2 separate regions of the Pan troglodytes genome follow, and region 1 is linked to region 2. Evidence: chromatin contacts called from public Hi-C data. All regions are on one chromosome and are shown on one strand. Each heading gives the region's core, a stretch centred on a gene start, on an enhancer-like site or on the middle of the called end of the contact. The rest is flanking DNA. Distances are from core to core; before and after follow the strand shown.

Region 1 (6,634 bases), core at 3,419-5,918, 730 kb before region 2:
TGGGTACCCACATGCAATCATACATTACTTAGTTGGTCTTTTTCACTTTTCTCTTGGCATTAGTCTCTGCAAAAATAGCAGAGTAGGGAAGTTTAAGGGAGTGAAACTGAGAGTAGAGAGGAAGGCTACTCTGAGCTCTCATCTCTTTTAGGCCAGAGAAGTGCTCTGTCACATGACACTTCACATTGGCAAGGGGGTAAACTGCCATACCCATTTATATTCTTTCTCTCAGCCAGAAGTCAGCAGATGCAAAATATGGCATTTTACAAAATAGAGAAATCTTAGTATTTACCTGCAAGTGTCCCTCAATTCATAGAGTACGTGTACTCTGAAAAATTATATGTAAATCAGATTTTTTAAAACCTGAATTATATCTTTTTTTGCTATTTAAAGGGATCATATTATAAAAGTAAATCCTTTTGTAAATTATTTCTTCATCTTTTAAAAAATAATATAGACTTTGTTGTATCTCTTCTTAAACCATATTTGATTTTGTAAATGAAGAGCTAAACTTCCTTTTCACCTGTACCATTGATTGTATATTTAAAAAGGCTGGAAACCAAAAAAAACAGCCTTTCTAGTTAGTGTGGCCCTGCAGCTGTTTATAATTGTCCTTGCTCAAAAGGTTATTTTTGATCTGAGCATAGCTTTCCTTTTTTGAATTACACAAATAATTCACATATGAAGGAAAATATACACATGAAGAAAATAATTAAGATTTTCTGTAATTTCAGTCATCAGAAATATAACCGCTGTTACATGGCGATGTATCTATTTCCAATCTTCTTTCAGTGTGCGCGTGTGTCCATATTGTGTGTATTTACCTTAGGTCCTAACGTGTATACTATTTAACCTGCTTTTTTCACTTGACATTATAGCACTAGGATGGTATTAGAGTTAGGATTTTCTATGTACCAATTTTTTTTGTTGTCATGATTCTGAAAATTTCTAGGGTGACTCTTGACGTTTGTGTCTGACTCCAAGATGACTATTAATTTAGTGTGTTAAGGGCATAATATATCTGAAAATACTTCTTGTTTTCACTTATCTTTTAAAGATACTGTAATTGGAGAAAATGTTTTCTTTGACCAAAAAATGCTTCATATTAAATCTTGAAAAGATGAGTGTTTAGGTATATTTGAAAAAATTTACCATTTTTAATTCTTTTATTTGTGTATTTGAAATCATGAAGTCTTACAACTTGAGACCTTCTCTAGCATTTACTTATTCTCACCAGCATTCTCTGAAAGATCAAATTTTCTAGCAGCTTCTTAAGTGCCACAGTTAATACTTCAACATTATCTTTGATTCCTTTGATAGATTATTTATGGATTGTTTGGGAGGCATGTAACTTAGTGGAAAAAGGACAGAAATTGAGCAGGGATTACTTTGCTTTAACTTTTAGTTTCAAAACCCCTGGTTATTTGCTCTTGTGTTCTGGTACTCTTATCAGTAGAAAAGTTTTATTTTCGAAAATCCCAAGGAGAGTAAACAGAAACTTCCCACTGGTAGTCTCTGTATCAGCAAAATAATTATTTTTCTATAGTCGTGAACACTTCTTAGTTCTCATATGTCAGTGATCCTCAGACACTGGTTGAATAAATGGATTTGTTTGGTCTATTTAAATGACTTCACCTCTAATGTGATGGTATTCTTTTCTCCAAAACAAATAAAGGTTGAATCTGCATGGAATATCAGGAAACTGAGTCCAACACTATGCTGGTTTGAGGTATGATTTCCAGTTGCAATGGTTTAGAGTTTGTTGTTCAGGAAGTTATTTTTGTTGTTTTTACATCATTTGGTGTAATTCAAGCAATTCCTTGAATTTTTAAAAGTAGAAGCTCTATTGTACAAGTATGTTTTCCATCTTTTTAATAAAATTCTGATAATGAACCAGGTAGAGTATTCTGGAAGCTGGGGGAGGGAAACACACTTTGGAGAGAGGGTGGAGACATGGTTTGTTGGGAAAGAATGTGGGGGCAGAGTGAGAGGTGTGTTTGTAAGTTGGCATGTACTGGAGCCTGAAACTCAGAGATGGAAGCAAACCTAGGTGATAAGTGACTGTCAGGGTCTATGCTAAGAACACACACACACACACACACACACACACGAAAAATAATGTTTTTTATATCTTTTTTATATATATGTGTATATGTAAAAAAACTTCACCTGTTCTCAGTATGTCTGTGAGGTAAGTATTGCAGGTTTTACAGGTGAGGAAACTTAGATCATATAGCTTAAATCTCTTATCTTAGGTCCTACAATTCAAATGTAGTCTGGTTACATTTGATAACTCTTTTAGTATAGTAGTAATGTTTCTGTTTTCTGAAAAATAGTTGTGCAGGTCTCACCAAAAATACCAAAGATAATATCTTTAAATTTGTGAGTTTTTAACAAACTTGTGCATCAAAACAGTAATTAAAAGCAGAAACTTTAAAAAAGTATCGAGATTATATCATCAGTTAAAACAACCAGTATTTTTTAAGTTGTAAAATCAAGGTTGTTTCATTGACGTCACTTTGTTGAAATAATAGGTAAGATGTAAACAGGAACTGAAACACTTACTTCATATAGAATCTTACTACTCCAAAAATGATTCAAGGACCAACAACCTGACCAGCAGCTTCAGCTGGGAGCTCATTAGAAAGACAGAATTTCAGTCCCACCTCACACTCACTGAATCAGAACCAGGATTTGTAGCAAGATCTCTAGGGAGTTTGTATGCATATTGAAGACGAAAAGTGCTGCTCTCTAGGCTTCATTGGAGTTCCTCATGTTGCCATGATCAGCATATAATAGAGGAATCGGTTTCTGTGTTAGCATTTATTAATATGTTGAAAGTAGTTGGTGACTGGATAATTTTGTAGTATAGTTATTAAAAATCTACGTGAAAATTCACCTATTTATGATTTTTAAGTTCCTAATTCTCTTTAAATTATGTCAAATACTAAGTGTTCTTAATCAGATTTCTCATAGTTTTAAGGATTAATGTACATGTAAATTATCTTTCTCCCTTGGTTTTAATTTTAAATTTTACATATGGTTTACATTTTTTATACTTTGTTTATCAAAAAACAATTTTGTGGAAATTTTCTTTTGTCTAGTGTTTTTATAAGTTTTGAATTGCTAATGTTATCAGTTTGATACCGTTCAAGATACAACAACTTTTTTCCTAGAAATCAGTTTGATAAGCAAAAGCAAATTACTCAAGTAAATGTCTTGTATTACCCATGTCCAGTGCAAAAAAAAAAAAAAAAAGAAAAAGAGGAGAGGAAACTGAACATACTTTACTAAAGAGTTCTGTGTATTTTTTTTTTTTTTTTGAGACGGTGTCTTGCTCTGTCACCTAGGCTGGAGTGCAGTGGCGCGATCTTGGCTCACTGCAAGCTCCGCCTCCTGGGTTCACGCCATTCTCCTGCCTTAGCTTCCCGAGTAGCTGGGACTACAGGCACCTGCCACCACGCCCGGCTAATTTTGTATTTTTAGTAGAGACGGGGTTTCATCATGTTAGCCAGGATGGTCTCGTTCTCCGGCCTTGTGGTCCGCCCGTCGGCCTCCCAAATTGCTGAGATCACAGGCATGAGCCACCGCGCCCGGCCTTTTTTTTTTTTTTTTTTTTTTGAGATGGAGTCTCACTCTATTGTCCAGGCTGGAGTGCAGTAGCGCAATCTTGACTCACTGCAGCCTCTGCCTCCCAGGATCGAGCTATTCTCTGCTTCACCCTCTTGAGTAGCTGGGATTACAGGTGCCTGTCGCCACACCTGGCTAATTTTTGTATTTTTAATAGAGACGGGGTTTTGCCACGTTGGCCAGGGAGGTCTCGAACTCCTGACCTCAGGTGATCCACCCGCCTGGAGTCCCAAAGTGCTTTACAGGCATGAGCCACCACTCCCGGTGAGTTCTACATTTTTGATCTGTGCCATCTTGAATAGCCTTAGCTGACAAAAACATGAAATGTAAATTATATTAAAATGTCCTTTATGTGCATCTGTATTTTGTTAATGCCATGTGTTTTAGATTCTTATTTGTAATCTTTAGGACTTTATTTAAAAGCTTTCTTGTGACATTTGTGATGTATTGATAGTGTGAGAAATTACAAAAACTAAGATTCTGTTTTATTGTAAAGTATACAAAAAGAATCTTATTTCATGGTTTTATGTTTCTCTTCTACTTGGCTTCACAATGATCCGAACTTGCAGCTTTTAAATGAGAAAAGCTTCCTATTTCATTGTGTACTTTTGTTTGTGTAACATTTTGTGGAAATGACTGCTTATTAAAATGACACTTCACAGACTTGGACTAACGTTCATGATATCATGGTGTCTTTTGGAAGAAGGGTGTTGTGTTACCCACTCTATCGCCATTTCAAGCTGGTGATGAAGGCCTACAGGGACACTATAAAGATATTGCAACTGGGTAAGATATTATTGTACTTGCAAATTTGGGAGGGAAAAAGTTGTAAGTTTTTAGTCTGTGAAGATATAATAATGATTTTTGCTTTTTTTCTATATATAAATAAGTAATGAAAAATGAATCCAACCACTTTTAAAGTATAAAATTCCTGTGTATAAGATATATGTAGGTAAGTAATTGCATAGAGGCATAATAAAGACTCTTTTCCGAGAGGAGTAAGGAAGGTAAACAGAAGGCACACACAGTATTGCAAACCGTTTTACATTATAATAGCTTGCATCATTCAGTATTTCTTGGCTGCCTATAATCTTCTAGGCTCTATGGTGGGACTGTGGGTCTAATAATAAAGAAGGCAGAAAAGTTCCCTGCTCTGTTGAAGTTTACAGTTTTGTCAGACAGATGATGGGTAAGTTAGCAATTCCAAAGAGAGAGTGAAAAGTACTCTGCTGGGAGAAGTCCAGGGATCGTTTAGGAGGGGACATGTAACCTAGATTCGGCATGTCAAGAAAGATTTTCCAACAAAAAGCTCAGCTACTCTGAGCACTTTTGACTTGCTAAATTCAACCTGAAAAGACAAACACTCGTTAGCTTTAAGGATGTGGAAAATTCTGGGCTCTGAAACAAATTCCAAAGTGCCCATAGTATCATCATTAGAATAAGTATATAATTTCCAAGATAATGACTTTGAAGGGGGCAACATCCATTTGTATGTATTAGTTCTGGCACATTTATTTAAAAGTCACTTTTAGTACTTTATGGTCATTTCTTATATTCTCCCCCTGGGGAGACTCATCATTCCTTTGCCCTTAGATAAAAGTGTTTCTGGGAGCTTGGTTTTCAGACTTCAGAATAAGAAGGGGAAAGAAAGGAAGTTCTTCCTTCTACCTCCAGGTGACTTCACTGGCCTAAAGAAGAGAATCGCATCTCAAATGTTTTGTCTCACCTGGAAGTGTACTTCGCTTTCTGTGTAACCTGTAGTCTTCTTGCCCTGGTGGTGGGGATGGGGGAAGAAAATCATGTTTGAAGTAGATTATTTTAAAGTAGACAGTAATTGTAAAAATGAATCATGGTTAGATGAAAGATGCCTTTTTATTCATCCAGTTGGTTTAGACTAGCTGTATTTTATTTTGAAGGATTGTTGATTATAGGATGAAAGAGCTATCATTGAGAAATCTATCTTCTTTAACTTAACAGTGGGAAACAAACTGCTTTGTTTTTTCATGTGTTATTTCTTCTTGCCTTCCATCTAAGATATTTTTTGAATTGCTAAAAGTACCTTGGAAAATCAATCTACTATAAATGACTGTGTGAGCCTCAGTTACACGTCACAATTCATTTCTTTTTTAAGTCATGCTAGATTATCTGGGCATTATTCATGGACTTAAACCAGTGAGAATGCAGTTTGCGATTATCCTGTTATATCATGGCTTCCAGATGGAGAATTGGCAAAACCTCCACATGCCTGTTTGCACACACACTCACACACTCTCACTCTCACTCACATATACAGACTATTGCTTGTTACTTTTTATTCTGGGAAGTAATCTAGTTCTTTTGACTTTCATTGGAAAAGTAATCAGTTCTATGATTGCATAACCAAAAATAAATTCGATTGCCTTGACTTACACAGGAATCAATTACCCAAACAGTTTTAGTAGGTCAGAATTGAAATTGAGACTTAATTTTTATTCATTATCACTCTGACAAGAAATAGTTTTATCAGCTGTGTTATGATAGTAACATAAAACTTGAAGTAATACACTGGAGGCCTCTGCTAAAAATGAACCTGAACCCTCTATGTACCATGTACAGTGTGTTCTGTGACTAATTTGGGTTGTGGCTAGTTAGTGCTAAAACTGAGGGCTGGGTTGTCTAGAATTTGTGCCAGAAGCTGTGGAGATGACATGTTCTGGATGAGAATCGTCACCTGTCTTTGTACAGGTGGATGGCACGGGGATGCCATTATTGCCGCTGAAGAGGCTCATTTGTTTGAACACCCCATAATTTAAATAAAGGTAGCTCTGGTTTGGCATTTAGTGTTTTCTAAGAATGAATTCATGCCTACTTATAATTCAAAATGCAGTCACAGTGTTCACACTTTTTATTATAAAGGTCAGTATAGTGTTCCATAGTTGAAAGTAATGAATAACCCTGGCTCCAAAGAAGGATTGATCTTAAATGGAATGAGCTTTCAAAACCAATGTAGGAATGCTTCAGAAAC
Region 2 (6,624 bases), core at 3,595-6,094:
TTCATTCATAACTATTTACTGAGAGCCCTACTAAGTGCCCAGCCCTGGGGATGCTTCTGTAATGTCTCTGTTTTCATGGAACTTGGAGCTTGGATTCTAAAGAGGCTGATAGAAAAAAAAAGTAAACAAATGAAAGAACCACCAATTACAGTAAATGCTACAAAGGGAAGACAAACTAAGAGAATGCTGAGAGAAAAACAGGGAGAGGGATGGGGCAACTTGGAGAAGTTGATTTGCAAAGGCTTCTCTGAAAAGGACATGTTTATGCTGAAACTTGAAGAATGAGATGTAACAAGAGCGGGAGAACATTTCCGGCAGAGGGAGCTGTATAAGTAAAGGCAGATGATTGGAAGAACACACAGCCTACGTGGGCCACGCAAGGAGACGGGTGTAGCTGGTGCCCATGAGAGGCAGAGAGCATGGTTTGAGATAAGAGCACGTAAGGGCCTCCCACCTCCCTCGCCCCCAATGTATCCCTATGTCCAAGGGGAATTTTGTCTTCACCTTTCAGTTCCTCCTCCTCGTGGCCCTCTAGTGAGGGTCAGTTCAGCCAGCCCATTCCAAGACTTCGTGCTGTGGCATCAGGAGGTCTGGGAAGGGGGATGAAGAAGAGAGACAGGTCTGGGAAGGGGGAAGGAAGACAAATAGGTTTCAAAGACAGGGACGCTGAAGCCTGAATGTCTGCAAAAGCTGGAGTAGAAAGTTGAAAATGAAGAACTGAAAAAGAGCAAGGGGTCAGAGTTTCCAGGGCCGCTGCCAGCCACAGAAAGAAGGCCGGTCGGGTGGACGGGAGCCTCTTCAATCTCCTTCAGAGATAACTTAAGGCTTTGTCTCTGTGCTTCTTCTGACAGGCTATTGCTTAAAGACTGAATGACATGGACCCCAGAGTTTATGTGAGTTACTCTAAAATATGGTAAAATCAGGGCTTCACTCCCAACTGAGAGCCTTGCAGAGTGAAGAGTTTCTCTAGAGACCATCTGATAAATGCGGGCTCCCACACACAGAGATGTGAGCTAGAGCTGTGCAGCAAATAATATATATTATTTTCTTCTCCGCTTAAGGTCCAAATTGTCTGGTGTAACATCTTTGGTGACCATTCCATTTGGGAATCCTAGCTTACTGGATGGAGCTGTGTGCATTGTGAGGTTGGCCCTTGTTGTGCCTGAGCTTAGAAGAAGGAATAGCAGGGGTAATAATCATTATGATAAGCACTTCTTGAGCACTCACTACATGTCAGGCACTGTTCTGAGCATATTGCATGCACGGGTTCTTTTAATGTGCATAACAACCCCAAAGGATTAGTAGGTGCCATTTACATCCCCATTTTACAGATAAGAAAACCAGGGCACAGGGTCTCAGAGTTAGCAGGTGGCATTGCCGAGATTGGAAATCAGACAGTTTGGTTCCAGAACTCCTGCCCTTTAGCACTGTGGAGGTGACTTGAGAGATGCCCTAAGTTCCAGCCCAACCACAGATACCACCCCCATTGGCCATAGTACATGACTAAATGTGACAATTACTTATTCAGCATTTATTAAAAGCACAGTATTGTCCTAAGCACTTTACATGTAGTATCCCAGTGCATCTCCTTATCAACTCTTTTAGATAGGTACTGTTATTCTTCATCTTTTACAGAGGAAGAAATTGAGGCTCAAATCAATAAGTAACTGGGTGAGAGTCTCCCACTTAAAAAATTGGTAAAGTTGAAATCCAAATCTAAGCATCCAACCCCAGAGCCCAAGCTCTCAACTAACCCTGGTCACTTTTTTGAGTAAGGACTTTGTATCTCTCAAATGCCCCCTATTAAAATGAACCTCAGCCATGTGGGAGCAGTGTGATTTTTTTTTCCTGCCCCTAAAGCATGTTGAAGATTTGGGGACAAGTTTTATTGAAACTCCCCAAGGCACTAGCTTTCACCCTTGGTGGTAATTTTCTAGTGACTGCAGATGCCTCATTAAACGAGTTCAGGCACACTGATCTCCTTAATTCAGTTTCTTCCAACCCCCATCTTCATTCTGCCCTTGTCTTTGAACTCCTCATGCTTTGTCTCAGTGATCTCCTCCACTACCAGCTGTTAACATCTTCTGTATTGGGATGAATCCCTGACACACAACTTCAGCCCAGACCTGGCTCCAAATCTCCATGTCCTTCATTCCACCTGCTCCAAGACCTAGGCACCTGGATTTTCCCTAGTGTAGCTGAGGCTGGCGTGCCCCACCCAGATCCCACAGGGTCTTTTTTCTACCCCCATTTCCAAGCCACTGCCTGCATTGCTGCAGGTAAAGGCTCACATCTGCAGCCTTCTCCTGAGGCTTGCCCTTGAGCAATGGGAGCAGCCTCACCCAGACTCGTACTCCCCACCTTCACCTGACCTCAGATACTGATAGCGTCTGTTCCAAGAATCTAGTGCAACTTCCTTAGACTAGCAATCAATACCTCCTGCACCTGGCGACAACCTCGCTGTCAAATCTTCACTCCTGCTCAGCTGCAGAGCAGCTCCTCAGCCCTTAAGAGTTCCTCTGCCTTCTGGCCTTCTTGCCTTTGCTCACTCTGCTTCTGTTTGGAATGTCATCTGCCCTGCTTCCAACTGTCAAAATTCTACACATCCTCTGAAGGCTAGTGACACTGCACTTCTGCCCACGAGGCATTCCCAAATTGTGCTTGCCCTTGCAACGTGGGTTATTGCTAGTTATGCATGGGTCTCTAGTCAGCATGGTTTGTATTATAAAAGGTCAAGAATGAATCTGATTCTCTCAGCTATCTCTAGTTAAGGGTTCAAATGTGTACCCACCAAAGGGTACTGAAGTCTTAACCCTCGGTACCTGTGAGTATGACTTTATTCAGAAATAGGGTCATTGCAGATGTAATCAAGTTAAAATGAGGTCATTAGGGTGAGCCCTAATCCAAGAGAAGAGAGACAGACACAGACTGGCACAGAAGGAAGATGATGTGAAGACACACAGGGAGAACACAGAAGCAGAGATTGCAGTGACGATGCTCGCATGAGCCAAGGAACTCCAGATCTGCTGGCAAAACCAGAAGCTCAGAAAAAGGCATGGAGCAGATCTCCCCTAGAGCCTTCAGAAAGAGCACAGCCCTGCTGACACCCTGATTCCAGACTTCCAGCCTCCAGGAAGGAACTGCGAGAGAATAAATGTCTGTTCTAAGCCACCCAGTTTGTGGTCCTTTGTCACAGCAGCCCTAGGACACTAATATATTAAGTATCTCACACAGTGCCTTCCACAGAGTAAGTAATGGCAAAGGCTTGTTGAATTCACGTGGGGGTGGAATATTTCTCTCACTAGCTTTTTTTTTAAACAGGCTATTTACTGTTTATTGTAACATGCCTTGCACTATGTTGATAGAATCTCTCAGATTTCCTAAACATTTTGTTGTTATGCCATACCTATACACTACCCAGCCCCCACTTGTACATTCCATATGTACTCTTTTCTCTTTTTTCTTCCTTCCTTTCTTTCTTCTTTCTTTTAATTTTTTTTTTTTTTTCTTTTTTGGTCTCCCTATGTTGCCCAGGCTGGTCTTGAACTCCTGGGCTCAAGCAATCCTCCTTCCCTGGCCTCCCAAAGTGCTGGGATTACAGGCATGAGTGGCAGTGCCCAGCCATTCCATATATATATGACGCAGAAGAGCGCTTACACCAACCTAATAGTTACTTAATGTTGTATAACAAATCATGGCAAAGCTTAGTGGCTTAAAACAAGAGTCATTTATTACATTTCACAGTTCCTGTGCAGCAGCCTGGCTGGGAGGTCCAGACTCTGGACTTCCCATGAGATTACAGTCGTCCATCTGAAGGCTTGACTGGGGCTGGAGGATCCACTTCCAAGGTGGCCCACTCACACGGCTGGCAGCTTAGTGCTGGCTATTGGCAGGAGGCCTCAGTTTCCCTGCAGAGGCTGCTTAAGTGTCCTGATGACATACATGCTAGTTGGCTTCCCCCAGGCTGAACCATCCAAGCAGAGAGCAAGACAGGAGCTAGAAAGCCTTCATGACTTAGCTTTGAAAGTCACAAATCATCATTTCCACCATGGTATACCATCTACACAGGCTAGCCCTGATTAAATGTGGGAAGGCATGAATGCCGGGAGGTGAAGATCACTGAGGGCCATCTTCATTAGTCAAGGCCATGCAATCTCAGCAGGGCCAATACCATCCCAACCAGGCAAAACATTCATTCTTGGAAGGAATGAAAAAAAAATTACTCTTTTCATGTATAAGCAAAGATATACATACTGTACATAAACAGATACAGAGTATATCTGTGGTGCTAAAATTTCATGGTGAGGGGAACAGACAATAAAGAAAAAAATTGTCTAAAAATTCTTGGGGATGATTTTTTTTTTTTTAATTTAAAAGTAAACTTTAATGTCGAAAACGCAAACTTGGGGAGGGCAGAAAGATCACACATAAGGCTGCCACTTCACACCTGGAGGGTTGCACAGCGGCCGGGCAGAAGCGCTCCTCACTTGCCAGGCGGTGCGGAAGCCGGGCAGAGGCGCTCCTCACTTCCCAGACAGTGGGACTGCAGGCCAGAGGTGCTCCGCAATTCCCAAACGGTGGGGCTGCCCCACAAAAGCGCTCCTCACTTCCCAGAAGGTGCAGGGCAGGGCAGAGGTGCTCCTCACTTCCCAGATGGTGTGGGGCAGGGCAGAGGTGCTCCTCACTTCCCAGACGGTGGGGGACCGGGCAGAGGCGCTCCTCACTTCCCAGACTGTGGGGCGGCCGGGCAGAAGCCTCCTCACTTCCCAAACGGTGCTGGGCAGGCAGACTCCATTGCTAGATCTGACTTGGGCTTAAGCCTCTCCCTTCTGCCCTCATCTGGACATGCTGACAGCCTGCACTCTCCCTCCTTTGGCACGGGATGAAGACTGAAGCCTGGCAAGGCCCTGCCCTCAGCAGGAACTCCCACTGGGCCCCACTCTGTGACCCTGAGCCCAGGCCAGGATCCTTCCTTTACTTTCTCAAGCCACTTTGGGGCCTGCCCAGCTCTCTCAGAGCCCTGTCATGTAGGTGACAACACTGTTTTTTGTTTGTTTGTTCCTTGTATCTTTAGTAGAGGCAGGGTTTCACCATATTGGCCAGGCTGGTCTGGAATTCCTGACCTCAGGTGATGCACTCGCCTCAGCCTTCCAAAGTGCTGGGATTACAGGCGTGAGCCACCGCGCCCGGCCCCCGTTCCCACATTCTTGGTGTATGTGCTGTCATCACATTCAACCACAACCAAACCTTGAGTGGGTAGCCTCTGCAGGGGACCACTCGCAACTGGCCTGTAGTTACGGTCCCCTGCAGAGCCCTCGCAGGTGGTCCAGATGTGCCCACTGGCCCTGCCCCAGGTGCGTCTTCCCTGCCCCTAGCCTGCTCTGCCTGATGTGCACTGCACTCAGCTCTGCTGACTCCCAGGGGGCCTCCGTCACATACCGAGCCAGCCTCATGAGCGGTCTCGGTAGGTGGTGTTCAGGGACAGGGTAATGGGATCCAGCCCTTCCTAAGGTGTACCTGGGCTGTGACTCAGAATGGATGTTCAGAACAAAGAGATGCAACTGTGAGTGACCCCACAGGCCGACCGTCAACCAGGCCTTGGCCCTAGTCCATCGGGCACTCACCCCTTGCAAGACATGGACCCGCTGATGCCCAACATGTGAACGAGTACCTGGAAGCCTCACCCCACACTGCTAGCATGGCCAGAGAAAAGGATCTGCCTCCCTCTCCCCCACCCAGGTGTGGCAGCTCCTGGTGCCAGTTTCCCAGGAGCATGGCCAGGCCCCGAGTCTCTCCATCACAGCTGTGGCTCTGGCTCCTTGTTGGAAGTGGGGAGGGGCTCACTTCCCATGCAGCCGCCACTGCTGCTTCAACATCTGTAGGCCTGCATGGCCCACTCTCTCTCCTCCCCCACAATCCGCTGGTAGGCCAGGGAGGCAGTCAGAGGCTGGAATACACCTCGGGGGCTCAGAAGCATCCTCAGCATCTGCGATCTCCTGCCAGGCTGGTCCTTGCTTACGCTCCTCCGGGGCCTGGTAGTCAGCTCTGGGTGCTGCAGGACAACCTCACCAAACTTCACTGTGTCTCGGAGCAACTCCTGCTCCAGCCTGTCTGCCGTCTTTTCATCCTTTTTCTGCCAGACTTTATCTAGTCGTCACTTCTGGAACACTTCTTTTGCTTTTTTCAGCTCAGACTTCTCCTTGGGAGCTGCCTGGACCTCTGGCTGCTGGGTGGCCTGGTTCTTGCTGAGGAATAGCATGTGCTGGATATAGGCCTAGTCGGACTCCCCCTTCCTCTGCTTGAACTTGGGGACGGCAATGTCGGGCTCCACTCCCTTTGCTTCCCTTTCCAGTGTCTTTCTGGGGCCACCTGGGCCGCTTTCTTCCTCTTCTTGTTACCGGTCGGATTTTTCATCTCCCAGCGGCTCCTCATAATCTCCCGGAGCCGGAAAGGGATCTCCTGTTTGTCCTGGGTTTTGGGCTTGCAATTCACTTTCTCCTCTTTGTTGTGAATCCTGGACCACAGGGCTGGGCGCTGCTTCCCCAGCAGCTGCACTTGCTGCTGGCTGCTGCTCCCGCCGGGGACTCCCAGGACACGCCGGCGCCCTGGGCACTGCTGCCCCAC

The links. Hi-C and Micro-C count contacts between places; a contact is called where the count stands out from the background.
Region 1: a Hi-C map of induced pluripotent stem cells shows a contact between it and region 2, with 2.5 times the contacts expected there. The contact joins two enhancer-like sites. A contact is called at or near these places in 2 of 7 Hi-C or Micro-C datasets (induced pluripotent stem cells and stem cell-derived neural progenitor cells) and 1 of 1 datasets of contacts at active chromatin or transcription factors (stem cell-derived excitatory neurons).

Annotation. Positions count from the first base shown.
Region 1 is chr2:76,807,620-76,814,253 of NHGRI_mPanTro3-v2.0_pri, reverse strand. SHQ1 (SHQ1, H/ACA ribonucleoprotein assembly factor) reads left to right here. Exons shown (of 11, transcript XM_001141951.8): 8 at 1,676-1,729; 9 at 4,293-4,416. Among named protein-coding and RNA genes, the nearest start is that of SHQ1, 35 kb to the left of the region's middle. Within about 2 kb of position 4,668, at least 2 of the 24 cell types and tissues checked have an H3K27ac peak or open chromatin away from gene starts, as enhancers often do. A contact at or near this core is called in induced pluripotent stem cells, where this site is marked.
Region 2 is chr2:76,079,336-76,085,959 of NHGRI_mPanTro3-v2.0_pri, reverse strand. It overlaps the pseudogene LOC129143632. Among named protein-coding and RNA genes, the nearest start is that of PROK2, 300 kb to the right of the region's middle. Within about 2 kb of position 4,844, at least 1 of the 24 cell types and tissues checked has an H3K27ac peak or open chromatin away from gene starts, as enhancers often do. A contact at or near this core is called in induced pluripotent stem cells, where this site is marked.